Regions from separate parts of the Macaca mulatta genome. Here region 2 is linked to region 1. A link is a contact called in public Hi-C data. All regions are on one chromosome and are shown on one strand. Each heading gives the region's core, a stretch centred on a gene start, on an enhancer-like site or on the middle of the called end of the contact. The rest is flanking DNA. Distances are from core to core; before and after follow the strand shown. Region 1 holds the start of TOX2 (TOX high mobility group box family member 2). Region 2 overlaps TOX2 (TOX high mobility group box family member 2).

Region 1 (2,546 bases), core at 26-2,525:
TACTGGCGGACGCGCGGACAGTGTGGCTTCCTAACTAAGTTTGAAAGTTCCCTCCCCGGCGACCGAAGGGGACGCGGACTGCACAGAGGCACCCAGCCCATCCGGGCTGGGCCAGGCGGGGCAGTGGGACCTGACGCCTCGGGTTCGGGGTTCCAGGCACGCAAGCCTCCATCGCTGGGAACGCGCCCGGCGCAGCGCAGCGGGGACCTGGCTCGGGTAGGGGGAGGAGATCCTGGAAACATGGAGGAGGGAGGGTGTCCCGCACTACAGCCCCAGCCTGGAGGGACGCCGGCTCACCGTTCCCGGGAGGGGACAGGCCTCGATTGGCCGCCGCCTACTCGGAATCCGAGGCCCCGCCGGGCAGTGACTGCCAATTAGTAAACTGCCCAATTAGTGTGCAGCGGCGCTGAGAAGTTAAACCTCGACGCGCGACTGTGGATGACCGAGGTGTGGCCGTCCCTGGGTGTGACCGCGTGTGACTGTGTGGCCATCAGGACCATCTGTGTCTGAGGCTCACCGTCCAGCGGGGTGGCTGTGTGTGACAGCGTGCGCCTGGGTGAGGCGTTGTGGCTGCGAGCGTGTGACTGTCGAGCGACTTCTTTGTGTGACTGTCCCCCGTTGTGCCTGAGTGTGACAGCGGGTGAGGGCATGTCACGGTGTGTGGGGCATCGGAGCGTCTGTGGGTGACTCATCTGTGGCGGTAAGACTGTTTGCGGGTGAGTGGTTGGGTGTCGTTGTGTATAAGTGACTGTCAGGGTGACTTGCGTGGGACGGCGGGACCGTGTGAGCATTGCCTGGCGACTGCGTGTGGCCGTGGGCCACTGTGTCAGCTTGTGAATGACTGCGAGGCTGTCAGTGGGACGTGAGTGAGGGGCCACTGTGTCGTCGCACGGGTGGCTGTCGGGATGACTTCTGCCAGCGATCCCAACAACTCAGGGCGTGAGCTTGGCCGCGAGGGGATCGATGTGAGCCGCCCGTGCCCGTCGGCGGGGCTGATGTGCGCGGCCCCGTGGGACCCCTAGAGCGCCCAAGTCCCGAGCTGCCAGGTGACTCCGGCCCCGCCCGCCGGGGACCCCCGCCCGCCCCCGCCTACCTTGCCGCCGTGGTAATAGTCCAGGTGCGCCAGGCCGGCCGGCTCGGCCCCGGTCCGCGCGCCCACCGCGGGCGCCGAGGGGTACAGGCGGACGTCCATGGCGGGCGCGGCGGCGGCGGCGGCGGCTCCCGCGGGCAGTGCCTGGGCGGGCGGCGGGTGGGAGCCAGTGTGCGAGCGGGACTGCGAGCGCGGGGGGCGGGCCGGGGGCGGTGCCCGGAGGACCGCCCCGCCCCCGCCCCCGCCCCCGCCCCCGCCCCGCCCGCGCGCGCTATTGTTCCGGCCTCGGGCGCTGCCTAGGGCCGGGGGCCCGGGGGCCCCGGGGCGCAGGCCGGGGCGGGGAGGTCCGTCCTACGGGCTGGGTCGCCGCTGGGTCCCCCGCCCGGCCCTGCATCCCTGAGTGGGCGCCCCTGTCCAGACGGCGCTTTTTCGTCCCGCCCTTCGCCACCCACGGTGAGGAGAGAGAGAAGCCCGAACGACACCCCTCCCCAGAAGTGGGACACTCCCTTGCCCTAAATATTTGAGGCGGCGCTAGCCCCCGCCCCGCGGCGTGGGTGCCGGGGGAGAAGAGGAAGGTGGTGACAGGACCACTTTAGAGATGGGTGCTGCCTTCCCCGGGGGACGCGAGCCAGCGCTGGAGGATGCTCTTAGGATGCCCGCCCCCTCCTCATCTCACTGATCTGAGTCAGTTTGAGAGCCACCCGCCCCCCCCCGGAAATTGCCGCGCTTAAACTCTCACTCACATATGGGGAAACTGAGTCAAAGACTTGCAGCACCAGTAATGGAGCTCCAGGAGGGTGGGCTCCATTGCTCCCAAAGGATCCAGAACTGAAACCACTTGGAGAAGGCAGAAGGACCCCACCCCTTTTAATGATAGGGAGGGGAGGGCCGTAGTAATGCCTAGAGCCGGAAGCTCTGAAGAGGGGTCTAGGATTTGCCTGCAGTCACGGTCTCTTGGAGTGAGGAAAGGAAGAAAATGAGATTGGAATGGGATGACTGTGATGGTGGGTCAGAAAGATGACTGTGAAACGGGGATCCTCCCCAACCAAAAAAAAAACCCTCTAGTTCTTGATATCACTTGCTGGTTGCTAGACTGTTGCACCCCATCCCCCTTTTCATGCAAGAATTGTCTACACTAGCAATCTCCACTAGCAATCTCACTGCTCACTGACTGCTCCAGGTATGTCTGACTGGGAGAGGCCAGGAAACAGAAGTCAGCCAGAATGGCATTCTTGTGTGGCATCAGGATATAGGATGCCACTGGGAGAAAAGGACTTGAGCTTCCTGCCCACTCAGGAGCTAGCTTAGAACTTAGTTCTCAACTGCTGCTTGGGCTTTGTTGGTCCTGGCCTAGAACTAGGACCATAAGAAAGATGCATTAACAAAAGATAGGTGTGGGAAACAGACATTCACTGAAGGCTTGGGAACAACAGAGAGAAATTATAGCTCAGAAAGG
Region 2 (2,546 bases), core at 25-2,524, 160 kb before region 1:
CCGAGATGCGTTTGTAGGGGGAGGTGTGAGATGGAGAAACCTGAGGAAGGCGCTTGGCTCTGGGAAGGGCGAGTGGGGTTGGTCCCTGGGCCAGCTCTGTGGGCAGTGGGGGCAGGCTGCAAGCAGGAGGTAAAGGTGTTCACAATGTTGGGGCCACGGCTCTAGGGTATGGCAATAACTTGAAGCCTCAAGGTGTGAGGGACCCCGACCGCAGACTGGCCCTGGCAGGTGGAGGATGCTGCAGGGAGAACCTGGCCCACGACGAGGCTGGGGGACCCAGGGCTGGCAGCTTTGGGAGCACAGGGATGGGGAGTGGGAGAGCCCATGGCAGAGACCCCAGTGCTTTCACAGCAGGTGTGACCCTGGGCTCTTGGAGGCTCTGTGGGTCGTGGCCACTGTCACTGCAGGATGGAGTCGTAAAACATGCAGCAGACGCTGCCTCCTAGGAAGGAGGGAAGCCCCAGGAGTGGGTGGTTGTTCCAGGGCTGAAAGTCTTGTAGTCGCAGGTGAGGCCAGAGCCAGAGACATTTGGAGCAATACTGATGTGGCCCCACTTGGACCATGGGCATAGCCAGTATGGTAGGCGGCTGTCTTAGAAACATACAGGCCTGGGTGGGGATTCTGGTTCAAGCAATTTCCTGAGTGGGTACTCTCAGAAGGGACTTACATCCTCAGCAGGGCGGGCTGGGAGGAAGCAGCTTAGCAAGGATGGTGTTGCTGCTGGAGGCGGCTTCAGGCTGCTCCCAGGGACTGGGGTTGTGAATGGGACCACAGAGTTGGCATCTCCATTATTTGGTCATTAGCTGTGGCAGCTCGAGGGGGTAACGACTGGGATGGCACTCAGGACCTGGGGATGGGCTCTGGCAACAGAAGAGCCCGGGGAGAGGGGGAACCACTACAGTGCCAACCACTGTAGTCGGCGCTACAGACTGAAGGATTGTGTCCTCCCAGAATTTGATTGTTGGAATCCTAACCCTCAATGGGCCAGCATTTGGGGGCAGGGCCTTTGGAAGGTGACTGAGTGGAGCCCTCAGGATTCGGGTGAGTGCTGTTAAATTCTAGAGAGTGCCCTCCCCTCCCACCCTGCCGGACACAGAGAGAGGATGGATGTTTACGCACCAGCAAGTGAACCCTCACCCGACGCCGAAGCTGCCAGGGCCTTGATCTTAGACCTCCCAGCCTCCGCAAATGTGAGCAGTAAGTTTGTGTTGCTGTGAGCCACCTGGCCCATGGCGCTCTGTTATGGCAGCTGGGATGGACTAAGACAGTTGCTGTCCACCCCATGGCCCTGAAATCAGCCTTTAGGCTCTATTTCCACTCTCTGGGGCCCCAGAACGCACCCATGCGACAGTCCCTGGTATCTGCAGGCAGGGTGCTTAGGTTCTGCTCGAGGCCTCTGTGTGTCCCGTGCAGCCCAGAGGCTGGTTGGCGTGTGGACGCTTGGAGAAGACTCCTGAGCTCCTGGTGCAGCTGTGAGGGATGGCAGCAGGCCTCTGCCTCAGCACCACTTTACAAGGAGGGCCTTGTACTCTTGTCATTGTGGGCTGTCTGCGTGGATCCCAGTGATGCTGTTTTCACAAACGTGGAAGCAAGAGTTGAATATTAAACTGTCTAAGCCGTCATGTTACTGACAAGCTCCACATAGAAAAGGAAATTGTAACCACATGAAATATTTATGCCGCACGTTGCGGTGCTGCTGCTGACGGGATGGCAGGTGGCTGGTTTGTTTGGGGTTTTCTTTTTTATTTTTCCAAAGTGGATTACAAAATGCCCTCCAGTGGGGAAACTGCACCCCACTCCTGGGCCGTCATCTGGAAGGAGGGGTTTACCGTGATTGGAGAGTGAGAGGCTGGGAGAGCTGTCCTGAGGGTGTAGCCCGCTCTCTCTGAGTCCCGAGCCTGGCTGGGAGCAGCGGCACCTGCCCCCACCTCAAAATGGCTGCAATGCAGGGTGCAAGCGTTGCAGCTTTCCACCAGGCAATTGGTATTTTTCCAGATGTAGTTAAAGCAGTCAGGTATTATTTGCCTTTTATTGTTGTTGTTAGTATCACCATCTAATATCTGCTGGGAAACCTGGTTTAAAGAATCCCGTCTAGGATGCTTCCTACACTCCGGTTTGAAGAACCCCTTGGCCTCCTCCCTGGGTTCCCACCGCTCACTTCCACAAGCCTGGGAGGCCCCATCCTCCAGAGGAAGGGCTCGCCACTGTCACCAGCCGATGCAAGTTCCTGTGTGGCGGCACTCTTGCCCACACCCCTTTTCATCATCACAAGAGCCCTACGGGTCTGAACCACCGTGACCCCCTTAGAGGGCAAGACTGAGGTCAGGGTGCTCCCATCACCCACACAAACCCACACGGGCTGGTAAAGGTCAGGCAAGACTTTGACTTGAGTCCATCTGGCCCGAGGGGCTCTAGGGGGTTCAACCCTGACTCACCAAGGACAAGGAGACACAGACTTGTTTTCAGCTTTTCAGAAGTTTTATTATAAAGAGATTTGAGAGAAGCACTGGGCACCAAGACAGACACTCGCCAGGGCCAGGAAACAG

What was found. Hi-C and Micro-C count contacts between places; a contact is called where the count stands out from the background.
Region 2: a contact with region 1 is called in a Hi-C map of CD4 T cells, with 2.2 times the contacts expected there. The contact joins the enhancer-like site here to the promoter of TOX2 in region 1.

Annotation. Positions count from the first base shown.
Region 1 is chr10:96,753,209-96,755,754 of T2T-MMU8v2.0, reverse strand. It overlaps TOX2 (TOX high mobility group box family member 2), which reads right to left and starts at 1,275. Exons shown (of 9, transcript XM_028828435.2): 1 at 1,094-1,275. The coding sequence starts at 1,192.
Region 2 is chr10:96,911,524-96,914,069 of T2T-MMU8v2.0, reverse strand. It overlaps TOX2 (TOX high mobility group box family member 2), which reads right to left. Exons shown (of 9, transcript XM_028828435.2): 9 at 2,460-2,546. Among named protein-coding and RNA genes, the nearest start is that of JPH2, 120 kb to the left of the region's middle. Within about 2 kb of position 1,274, at least 9 of the 40 cell types and tissues checked have an H3K27ac peak or open chromatin away from gene starts, as enhancers often do. A contact at or near this core is called in CD4 T cells, where this site is marked.